Linked DNA regions of Mus musculus: region 2 is linked to region 1. Evidence: chromatin contacts called from public HiCAR-type data. All regions are on one chromosome and are shown on one strand. The core of a region is the stretch at or near the end of the contact, and the rest is flanking DNA. Distances in the headings are between cores, read along the strand shown. Region 1 holds the start of Itgb3 (integrin beta 3). Region 2 has its middle 27 kb from the start of Mettl2.

Region 1 (6,042 bases), core at 1,248-3,747:
ACCACGCATGGAACACTTCATTTGAGCCTTTGTCTCATTTAGTCTGCCAACGAGAGGCACTATTTTTCTCCACTTTACAGGTGAGGAAGCCCAACTAAGATATTAGGTAATTTAACAAGATGGCATGGTCAATCAGGGGCAAAGCTAAGAATCAAACCCACATCCCGCTTGCTTAAACCCCAGCTGTCCCTCTTCCCCAGCAAAAAGCCTTTCCTCATCTCTCCTGGCCCTGCGGATTCCTGAAGAGAGCTTTAGTTGGACAGTTCCCAGAATGCGGACTCTAGAGAACCAAGCACCTCATCCTAGCTGACCTAATTAGGTTAGAATACCCACTGCGATACAAGGACGCCTTGTTTTAAATACAACAAAGTATTTAGATGAAGCTAAAAGGATTACTTTTGTAGTTAGAAACTGAAAGTCAGCGTCTCCTCAGAGCAGAATCTCCTACCCCTCCTACTCTGAAGGCCCTTCTGTGGCACCTCACTCCGACCCTGTTCTGTGTGTCCCCAAAGTCACCACACTGCCTGCTTCCCCAGGGACCTAGTGATGTTTGCAACTCTGCCACCAACACTGAGATGGCATGTGAGTATGACAGACACCTCTTGCACAGGATGCTCTAGAGGCTTCTGCCCCTCAACAGGACTCTACATCCTCTCAGAGGGAGCCTGAGGCTAGCTTGGCACAAGCCATCGCCTCCCTAGATTATTCCAATCACAACAAATCTGTGAACAGATATCCTAAAGGATCCGTTGTTTGTTTGTTTGTTTGTTTGTTTGGTGTGTATACCATGTGTACACGCATGCACATGTACATGCATGCTCATATACAATTGTCCCTGGGCAGAGACCAAAAGACAACCTGAGTGTCACTCTTCAGAAATATCACTTCTATTTTTTTAAACAGGATCTCTTTCTATCCTGAGGTGGTGATGATGACACTCAGAAGTCAATGTGAAAGTTATAGATACAAACAAACCACAAAGTGTTTTAAGTAAAATCTCAAAATAGCTGAGGGGAACTGGAAATTGCCTAACACAAAGAGTACTAGCTATCTTTTGTTCAGTGTATCTGTTATCTGTGAGGACACTTTCACGCTGTACAGAAGCAGGGCCTGTCATGACATGCCAATTAAAAAATTAAGTCGAAATGTTTAAAAGGTTTTAAATTCACGAAAGTTAGCCTATCTGTTAGAAACATCAGCTTTCCTGGAGGATTTCCCCATTCCCCATCAACGGCTACCAGCAGCTGACAGAGACTCTAATATCTCCAGGGCAGAATGCTAGAGAGCCTGGTTCCTGTTCTGTGGTGACAAAGCTTGTTCAATGTAGGCTAAAGACCACAGTTTTCATCTTTCGCTTGGAAGCTTCTGCCACAAAAGACAAATATCAGTTCTCTACTGAAACCCCTTTCCCTTTCCCTGTCCCATGTCTATGTTCATCTGTACCACCGTACAAGGGTCAGGAAGGCAGCCACCAAAATCTTTTTTTAGATTACTTAACTTCAAAGTCAACTTAATAAAGTTTACCTTTAACAAATAGTCCATCTGGGTCTGGAGATGTAGCTCAATTAATAAAGTGCTTGCCTGCCATGAGGAGACCCTGGGTTCGACTCCCTGCAGCATATAAACCCTGAGGGGTGGTGCATGTCTATAGTCCTAGCACTCCTTAGTAGAGGCACAGGGGAATCTGAAGTGCAAGGTCACCCTGGACTACACAGAGTGTGAGGTATCCTGAAATATATGAGACTGTATTACACACATGTGCACACACACACACACACACAACTGCGGGTTTTACTTGCTCCAGCTGACCTCCAGCAACCACCCCCTCCCGCTCCCCTAGGCTCTGCGGACTGGATGACTCCCCTTCCCTGCAGCGTTAGTGGGCCTGAAAGCTGACGATGCAGGCAGCTGATGTTGTGGGACACACGCAGGAGAGACAAAGTCAGCCCCAAGGACCTCTGTGCTGACTCCCAGCACACAGTCAGGGAGTGTTGGGTGAGAGGTCGGCCCCAGAAGGGACGGAGCCCGAATCCCTGCTCCTCCTTAAGGAGTGGGGCGGCCAGAAGATTGTCCTGCGCACTCCAGAGAAAGGGGCAACCCAGAGCGCACACACCCACCCAAGCAGGTGAGCTGCATCCTTCTGCCAGCGCACCGGGACGGCCCAGCGGATCTCCATCTTTCCTCTGCTTCCCGGGCCAGGCCAGGATCTCCGCCACCAGCGATGCGCCCTCGAGGCCACGGGAAGAAGGATCCGCCCCCCGCACCTCTGCTTCTCAGTCCTAGCTCCGGGTTCCCAGGGTCCTACGGCATTTCGCGCACCCGACTCGCTCACCTCCAACAACAACGCCCGCCAGCGCCCCCAGCGCCAGCAGAGCGGCCCAGAGTTGTCCCGGCCACTGCGCTCGCATCCTGTCCGCCGCCCTTCACGCCGCGCGCGCGCCACGGCGAGCCTGGCACCCGCAGCTGCTTTTCCTGCGGAGGGGAGGGAAGAAGGGAGGGGACGGGGTGGGTGGGACACAGCGGGGCGGGCGGAGTGCTCGCGCTCCCTCCCTCCGGCTCACGCCTGGACCCTGCCTGAGGCTGAGTGTGATGGGTAAACTTTGCAATCTTCCCCAGCCCCCCGCCCACGAGGACCTGCCCGCGTTCACTAGAGGAGACCGCGCCCCCCGGGGTCCTGTGTGCATCTGGGTCCCAGGTGTCTGCGCCTGGGTGCTCGGTTTAAAAAAAGAAGAAAAAAAAAGCTTTGGGTCACTTCCTGGACTCTGCTAGTCCCACCTCCGCAGAGACATCAACACTGCTATTTCACTTCACCGGGCTCAGTTTGCTTTCCTCCTGGTTTCATTCTTTTCCTCAACGGGCAGGCAGCTGTCAAATGCTTTCTATGCAGCCTCTTGTCAATACCACACCTGCAGCTTGTGGTAGGAAAGACGGATCCGAGTAGAGCCTCTGTCTGTAAATGCTTGCTTGCCCGTAGCAGGTGTCTAAGAATCATTTTAGAACAGTCACCATATTGCCTTCCAACTCAAATTCACTAGCTTTATAGTATTTTCCTCAGAGAACACTTGCTGCTGTTCCTATCCCCTGCACTAGTTTCCTTGAGTCTTCCCCAGATGGGAAACCCCTAGACGTGCAAAAGGTGCAAAATGCTGAAGCTGATCAGGATGTCATAAGAAGTGACTGGGCCTGTGCATCCTTACGCAAGAAGGGTAGTGTTGTAAAATAAATAAATAAATAAATAAATAAATAAATAAATAAATAAATAAATAAATAAATAAAACTAGGGCAGGCGATGTGGTGCAATCGGCAGAGCACTTGCCTAGCAACCACTGGGCTCCATCCCCAGCACTACGTGAAACAGGATGTGATGCCTACAATTCCAGCCTAAGGAGGCAGGAAGACCAGAAGTTCCAGGTAGTGCTTGAGTACATAGGGAGTTCAAAGCCAGCCTGAGCTAGAGCAGACTCTGGAGGAAGGGTGTGGAAAGAACTCAGCCATGATCCATCACCCAGCCTTAGCCCAAGAGATTTTTGTCACTCCTAAATGTCCCATGCCTTTCCATCTGACTGACCTTCCTTCCTCTTTCCATTTGGAAAATCCCACTTACTTTTCAAAACATCTCAAATGCCATGTCTTCCACGCCATCTTGTCTGATGTTCCTCCTCCTCCAGCCTTGTCCTCTCCAGAGGTGTACCCTTCTTCCTCAGACTTCTCACACAACAGGATATTATATCATTTCATGTCACAGATATGAACTTTATAACTGTATAAATTCATGGACACAATTGTATTTTCCCCGGTATTTCATTACTCTACACAGTGACTCATAGCAAGTTTGAATACACCCTAGGCTACATAACAGGAAAGTATCCCAAGCAAACCAAAAGTAATAGTGAGGCTAGGGAGATGTCTCAGTGGACAAGAGTGCTTGCTGGACCAATGTGAGGACCTGGGTTCAAATTCCCCAACAACCACAAACAGATCTGAGCATAGACATCTGCTGGCCTGTAATCCCAGTGCAATGGGAGGAAGTGGTGAGGCAGAAGGCTGCCCGGCAGCTAGCCCAGCTCCAGGCTTAGTGAGAGACCCTATCTTGTGAAAATACAGCATCCTCTGATCTCCACATGTATGTGCATGGGTACACATGGGTATAGCCATGCAACCACCGTATACATAAGCCTACACTACACACACACACATATCACACACTTATATACATATACACACAAAACAGTAATTTAAAAACACAATTTAGGCTTTTTATTTTAAATGGTTATTCATCTCTTAAATCAGGAGAGCAAGAGATTCACCCATCTGTCTACCACTTCTGCTACTCTTCACTCTGTTCTCTAGTTCTGAGTTTCAGTCTAGAATCATCTCCCTTCGTCGTGCTAAACTTTACGTTTAGCAACTCCTGGACCTGGAGGAATGGTTCAGTGTTTAAAAGTACTGTCTGCTGTTCTGGAGGACCCAGGTTCGAGTCACCCTCATGGCAGCTCACAACCATCTGCAACTCCAGTTCCAGGGGATCGGATATCCTTATACAGACATGTGCAGGCAAAGCATCGATGCACACAAAGTTAATCGATGATATTTTTAAGTTTAGCAACTCTTACAACTCTCCTTAAACAAATTTGCTGAACTTCTGGCTATTTCACTGTGTTTTTGATGATATTTCTTATAAATGGCTTTATAAATTGTCACAAGTTTCCCTCCACCCCTTTCTATGTCCCTGTTTTTTTAAAGTTAATTTGTAGAGTGTGTGTGTGTGTGAGTGTGGTGTGTGTGTGTGAGATGTGGTGTGTGGGGTATACATGTGGTGTGTGTGTGTGTCCTGTGTGTGTGGTGTGTGTATGTGTGTCCTGTGTGTGTGGTGTGTGTGTGTGAGGTGGGGAGTGTATGTGTGGTATGTGTATGTGTGCCCTGTGTGTGTGGTGTGGTGTGTGTGTGTGTGTGTGTGTGTGTGTGTGTGTATATGTGTGTGGTGTGGTGTTTGTGTGTGTGGTGTGTGTGTGTGTGTGTGTGTGTGTAGTGGTGTGTGTGTGTAGTATATGTGTGGTATATGCAACTATATGCATGCCATGGTACACATGGAGGTGGAGGACAGCATAGGATCCAGGAATGGAACTCAGATCATCAAGTTTGCTTAACTAACACTTCTGCCCTGTGAGCCATCTCCTAGTGTTCAAGTTTGAGTCTATCTCGGCAGAGAACTTGAAGCAGCTGTTCACATCCTGACAGGAGGCCAGAGGGCAAAGAGACTTGGACCTGTATGAAACTGAGCTATTACCCTCCAAGGTTCTCCTCTACCAGCCAGGTCTCACCTTTTTGCATTCTGAACCTCAAAGCTTCACCACCAACTGGGGATCAGTTAGTTATCCAAACAAATGAGCCTCTGGGGGCCACTCACACTTAAGCTGAATCAAAGACATCCCACTGTGTGCTGACCCTATTGTCTTCACTGAAGCTTACCGTCCTCCCAGTTCTTTTCTCTATCCTCTTGTTCTGGCTGCCCCCTTCCCACCTTAACGGTTCATCTTGAAATTAGTTATGTTTATTTTGTAGTTCTCTTCTGTCCTTCCCCAGCTTCCCCTAATGTCCACATCTTGCATTGATTGCCAAATCATAATTAACCAAACAAAAGATTGTTGATTCAGTACTGTAAACAGATCCTGTCACAGAATGTGATCTCTGCTGCTTTTCCCAGGACCCCAGTTCTGATCCAGGCTCTCTGTTATATTTAGTCACTGAGTCTCCCAATTATCCTTCAACCTACGGTGGGTATTTTCATAGTTGTTCTTTTTACACGCCATCCCTGGTTGGAAAGGATGGTGTCTGAGAAGCTCTGTACACAGGACAGTAGGCAGAGATGCAAACATTGCTTGAGCATCCTTCTTGTAACGGCCTCCTCACCGCAGCCCTGAACCTGAGGGAGCAAGGGCGGATCCTGGTTACCACATCTCAGCCTGTGGCATGCTTTCTGGATCCTGATGAATAGACAGGGAGATGTGTACACGATGAACTCAGCCAGTCAGAGCCCATTCC
Region 2 (6,042 bases), core at 2,080-4,579, 540 kb before region 1:
CTACCAGTTCATAGAAAAGGGACTTTGCTCCCTGCCTGTCCAGAAACATACTTGAAGAGGAGTCAGTGAGTCCCTGCTTCAAGTAGACCTTGAACAGAACTGTTTCCAATTAAAAAAAAAAAAAAAAGAGGGTAGGATGGGGGGTTGTTTTGTTTAATTTTATTTGTTTTGAAATGGACTATTTTACTTAGAGATTTTCATTTTGTTTTTGGACTTTTTAATAATTTGTTTATATTGTAGGAGCATTGATTTGTGTTTTGCCTGCATGTATGTCTGTGTGAGGGCATCGGATTCCCTGGAACGATCATTACAGACAGCTGTAAACAGCCATGTAGATGCTGGAAATTGAACCCAGGCCCTCTGGAAGAGCAGCCAGTGCTCTTAGTCACTAAGCCATCTCTCCAGCCCCCAACCCCCCTTTTTGGACTTTTTGAGACAAGATCTCATTATGTAGCCCAAGTTGACCTCAAACTTGATCCTCCTCTTTCAGCCTGCACAGTGCTGGAGTTAAACACATGAGCCGCCATCTCTGACTACTTGACGGTTTAAAACCGGAGAGCTGGCTGGAGAGCTGTCTACTGTGGAAAACATCATTTCTGAGTTACATTGACAAAGAAAACATCAGAAATGACCTCTGATGCCTTTCTTAGATCAGGAAGAATCATGTTTGGTCCTGATGGAAAAGAGTCGTGTCTGAGTCCTTTCCCATTACAAGGGCATGAGAAACAAGTTGTGGGTCTGCCTTTCTCCCATGGAACTAACTGCCAGTGTCGTGGAGATTTTCTGTCTGTTTGCAACAGAGTCTCATGTGGCCCAATTTGGCCTCTTGCTTGCTATGTAGCCCTAACTAATTTTGATTCTCTTGCCTCAGCTTTCCCAGGCAACCTCCTGGGTGATGCATTTTGTTTTGTCCCCAGGACCCCACAAAAACAGCAAAAGTGTGTGTGTGTGTGTGTGTGTGTGTGTGTGATGAACAAATCTTTTAGTGGCTCAGGGGAGACAGCTCCACCTTCCCAAGACTGCCTGAGTGGGGCAGAGCTGGAATTGCTTTGTGACATCTCACAACCACACACCCCTAACCTTCTGTGCCTCACACTTTCCAAATTAACAGACAACTCCAAAGCCGTCCATCGTGTCTGTTGCTGTTGTTTTTTTATTTCACAAAGGAAAAGCAGTTCTCACCACAAGTTACACACTTCAAAATCCCAGGGGTCTGCACTCCAGAGCACAGTGGGCGATGCTCACTCTGCCAAAATCACCTGACAAGCTGGTCACAGCCGCTTAGCTGCCAGGTCCATGCTGCCATCCTCATCTTGCTGGCCTCCCGGAGAATGTCCCAGGCAAGTCAGCATAGGTATTCAGCTCAGTGTTAGTGCAAAACTGTGACCTGGCAGCCTGAGAAGCCTGACCAGTGAGGGAGAAGCCTGACCAGTGAGAGAGAAGCATAGCCAGTGAGGGAGAAGCATGACCAATGAGGGAGAAGCTGACCAGTGAGGGAGAAGCCTGGCCAGTGAGGGAGAAGCCTGACCAGTGAGAGAGAAGCATAGCCAGTGAGGGAGAAGCATGACCAATGAGGGAGAAGCTGACCAGTGAGGGAGAAGCCTGGCCAGTGAGGGAGAAGCCTGGCCAGTGAGGGAGAAGCCTGGCCAGTGAGAGAGAAGCATAGCCAGTGAGGGAGAAGCCCTGCCAGTGAGGGAGAAGCATAGCCAGTGAGGGAGAAGCATGACCAATGAGGGAGAAGCCTGGCCAGTGAGGGAGAAGCCTGGCCAGGGAAAGAGAAGCATTACCAGTGAGAGAAGAAGCTTGATCAGTAAGGAGAAGCCCAACCAGGGAGAGAGAAGCCTGATCAGCGAGGAGCAGCCTGGATGACAGTAACTTAGAACTCTGGTACTCCCTGGCCCCACCTCAGCATTGCCTTGTCTGTCAATCTGTTTTACATCCACAGATTTCATGTTCTTCTCTTTGCCACACTGAGAGGAGAGTGGCCAACGACTGCTCTGACCTCGACACATAAACAGCCTGCAGATTGGACTTGACAGATTATAAAGGACTGACCCAGCAATTCTCCAGCGCCCTTTTGCTGTAATTGTAATTAGACTGAGCATTAAAAAGGCTCTTGGAGAAATTCTTCCATTTGAGGAAAGCCAGGAAGTTTGGTTTTCAATTCATTCATTCACTCACTCACTAGCATTGACAGCCACCCACACACAATTATCTGAGTTCAGCACGGTGCTAACCCCTTTCAAGGAAAGTGGCTTCAGGAATTCCTGAAGTCCACTCCTGCTCTGTCAGAAAACAGTACACTGGCAGGCAGTCAAGGGCACACGTTTTTTGTTCAAAGACTTTCAGCTCATTTCTGCTGGGTGACCTTTGGCACACTATTTAACCTCCTGGCCCAGGGTTTCCTCTAGGGGTTAATAATCCCACCCTCCAGAGGCTTCATCAAGCTTAAGTGGGACCATCTGTGTACAGTGGCCAGCGACTCAGCACTCAGCCACTACAGGGCGAGCCCAGCGCACTCTCCCTCCCTGCCCCCTTCCACTGGCATTTTGCCAGTCATGGGGAGCCACAGGGTAACTCACACACTCCCTGCCCTCAGGACTGATGAGACCTGTCACTGACAGAGCGGTTTCTCCATCTATAAGATGGGGAGTCATGGCTCTAGAGAGAGCCATCAGTAGTGAAAAGCAGTGACTTTTCTCAGGCGCTCCCTGAGAAAAAGACCATGGGGACTTAGCAGAGTGTGCCTGCCTTGGGCTTCTCATCAGCGGGGACTTAGCAGAGTGTGCCTGCCTTGGGCTTCTCGTCAGCTGTCACGGCTGCCCCGGGGGCTGCTGTCTTTTTCATGTGGCCCAATTTGGCCTCTTGCTTGCTATGTAGCCCTAACTAATTTTGATTCTCTTGCCTCAGCTTCCCAGGCAACCTCCTGGGTGATGCGTTTTGTTTTGTCCCCAGGACCCCACAAAAACAGCAAAAGTGTGTGGTGTGTGTGTGTATGTGTGTGTGTGTGTATGTGTGTGTGTGTGTGTGTGATGTTTTGAAATCCCTGAATGTGCTTCCAAGACCCAGAGATCCGCCTGCCTCTGCCCCTGACTGCTAGGACTACCGGGTATATATTAACACAGGCAACCTGCAGTTGTTTAGTTTGTTTTGGGGAACAGGCGTGGTTCATTCTAAAGCCAGGCCATCTAGAACCTACCCGCCCAGCTGCCAGTGCTCCATGCCGTACATTTAGAAACCTTATGGTTGTAGAATAGGCATTCAGGAAGGGTGGTGTCACTGTGCCCTGGGGGGCCGTGTGGGCCTCTGGTGAAAGGGGCACACCCATCTGACACGTAACTCTGGCCCGCTTGGGTGGTGTTGTAGTAATTTGAGCTATCTCTGTGTTCCATGACCATTGCGACTGACCGGTCAGAGATGGTGTCTCCCGCAGAACTAGTGAGGGTAACCTTTAAAGTCAGTGACAAAAGCAAGTGACAAAGCCAGAGTGTTCCTCCTGCTTTCCTGTTAGTGTCTGTGGTGCAGAAAAGTGTGTCTCCTAAGGACCAGAATTCTCTAATCTGATCACAGCACATTATCGCACACAAGAAATTAAACCACAAAATTATCTAACATGAACCTAAGGCCTCATACATGCAAAGGAGGCATATCTTCACTGAGCCACGACTCTAGCTTTATGGGTATCCCATCTCCCCTGCCCCCCCCCCGCCACCCCCCCTCCCCCCCACCCCCCACCCCCACCCCCGCCCCGTTTCTCTGTGTAGCCCTTGCTATCCTGAAACTTGCTCTGGAGGCCAGGTTGGCCTCGAACTCAGAGATCCACCTCTGCCTCTGGAATGCTGGGAGTAAAGGTGTGCGCCACCCTCCCCACCCCCACAGCCTTGTGGCTATTTTTTTTTTTTTTTTTTTTTTTTACTTTATATTTCAGCCAAGTTCTAGGCTCCCTTGACAAGCTGACTATCCTTCACTCATCCCTGCTGGACTTCCAGACCTACCCACCTTCAGATTGTTCTTCCCCAAGGACTGACTGGTCCGAGGGCCAATCGCTGGTGGGGCGGGAATAGGCTGTGGGGGTGAGCTGGAAGGTGTTAACAAGGGCAGTATCCCCCGGGCCTCGTGGAAGCACAGTCACTTCCTCCAGGTGCAGAAAGCTGAGCCTGCGGCTTTAAACACAGTGCCACTGCAGCCAGCTTCTAGCAGCAGGAGCCTTCATTACCGCCCCCCCCCCCCCCAGGCTTTAAGGTATTTCCAGTTGGAAGTGCACCTGCCCTACAGTGGGTCAGAACAGAAACCTCAATGCTTTTCTCCCCCATCCCAAGAACGCAGCAGCAGCAGCACCTGCTGCTTGCCCTGATCCTCCCACCCCCCCATCACTGTCCACCTCTAGAGCGTGGGTATTCCGTAATCCCCACACCTCTTCTCCCAGCAGCACAGCTAATCGTCAAGCATGATCAGGCCGCTCCTCTCAGGCAGCTTCTCATAGTAATGAGTGTCCCGGCTCTGGGGGGGGGGGGGGGGGGTACCTGGCGGTCCAGCCTTGCCCTTTCTTTTCAGCTTGCTCAGCACTTCCGGCCCGCTGTTAGCTTTGAGTGGAGGCTTCCCACCCAGGGGCTGTTGGAGCACGTGCTTCAACCTCAACCTGCAGTTGTGCACCCTGCTGTCCTCTTCTCAGTCTCCTGACCGCCAAAGCTCCCTGGCTCACCCTGTGTGGAGCCTGATACCTAGAAATGGCTTCCTCCCATTTTTAAGCATCCTAGGGAAGGACTTGATCCGCCAGAAAGCAGGTTACAGGCAGAAACAAGAGCACCAGAAAATCCCTTGTTCCTTTAGGGGCTGGAACCTGGGAAGAGGAACGTGCGCAGGCTGTGGACCGCAGTCTGCAGTGTGCTTGGCTTTTTATTGGGAACTATTTTATTTTTTTCAACATAGATTTCCTAGGAGAAAGAGGAGGAGGGGGAGGGCTGAGAAAAGAAGACAGATTTCTTCCCCTCATTTCTACTACCTGACTCTAACTAGTTAATCCTGTTTTAGTGTCCTCTCCGCACAGCCTCCAGCCTTAGCTCTTCCTGCTGCTCAATCCATGGTACAGACTGCCATCTTGGTGACTCCTCCCCTTTGTCTGCCTCTTAGTTTCAGGCTGTGTCTCAGGCCTCAGAGATCGCCACGTGATGCCTACGGGTGGCTGGCATCTGCACAGCTCCCTCTAAGCCTTCAGGTCTCCTGACCCTCTGGGTGAAGCCATCATTGGGGGTTAGTTTCCCTGATGGTTTCTCACACTCTGCCTCCTGCATGAGCAGCACCAATCCTACCTGTGTACTGGTTACCTGTGTTCCATTCTGTCTGTCTTTCCCATCCTCAATCTTTCCTGTCCTGCTGGCCCACCCCACCCCCCACCCCCTGCCCTCATCCACTTTTCTTTATTCTCTGTTCTCCCTTCATCCACTCTCTTTCCAGGGAGAGGTTTTATTTGTCATTTTCTCTGTTCTCTCTCTCTCTCTCTCTCTCTCTCTCTCTCTCTCTCTCTCTCTCTCTCTCTCGTTTCTTCTTGAGACAAGGAGGTCTCTCTCAAGTAGTCCAGGCTGCCCTCAAACTCACTATGCTGTCAATGATGACTCTTCCACGTCTACCTCTCAAGTGCTGGGATTAGTCATCCCATCACGCCATGCCAGGTTTATAAAGGCTTGGAGGGAGATGTGCAAATGCCAGCCACCCTTTGCTGGAGGTCAAAGCTAGGCAAGAGCTCTCCTCAACCCTTGGAATGCATTTCTCAGTATCACCCTAAGTGCCTTGTGTACTGTTCTGTGCTGTAGAATATTTGATTACACTGGGAACCCCTGTGATCATACTCTGAGATTGTGTTATTTACTAAAAAACAAAACAAAACAACAACAAAACCCTTGTCTAGTTGTGGTGTGGCTTGGCCCTTGGCACACACCTTTAATCCCTCTGGCTGGAACATAGACATGCCCTTAGTACAGACCTTTAATTCCAGACAATGAAGGTAAAGTTTGTAGAAGAATGCATACATGTTTGAAAGTGATG

Evidence for each region. HiCAR-type assays count read pairs that join an accessible place to other places.
Region 2: a contact with region 1 is called in a HiCAR-type map of embryonic stem cells, with 4 times the contacts expected there. The contact joins the enhancer-like site here to the promoter of Itgb3 in region 1. A contact is called at or near these places in 6 of 39 promoter capture datasets (the C10 cell line, the HPC-7 cell line, the SN4741 cell line and 2 more), 2 of 484 Hi-C or Micro-C datasets (both in the G1E-ER4 cell line), 7 of 115 datasets of contacts at active chromatin or transcription factors (craniofacial prominence, embryonic hindbrain, embryonic stem cells and 1 more) and 1 of 9 other capture datasets (embryonic stem cells).

The regions. Positions count from the first base shown.
Region 1 is chr11:104,604,455-104,610,496 of GRCm38.p6, reverse strand. Itgb3 (integrin beta 3) reads right to left here and starts at 2,497. Exons shown (of 15, transcript NM_016780.2): 1 at 2,333-2,497. The coding sequence starts at 2,408.
Region 2 is chr11:105,149,993-105,156,034 of GRCm38.p6, reverse strand. No RefSeq gene overlaps it. Among named protein-coding and RNA genes, the nearest start is that of Mettl2, 27 kb to the right of the region's middle. Within about 2 kb of position 3,329, at least 86 of the 459 cell types and tissues checked have an H3K27ac peak or open chromatin away from gene starts, as enhancers often do. A contact at or near this core is called in the G1E-ER4 cell line, the HPC-7 cell line, embryonic stem cells and 1 more, where this site is marked.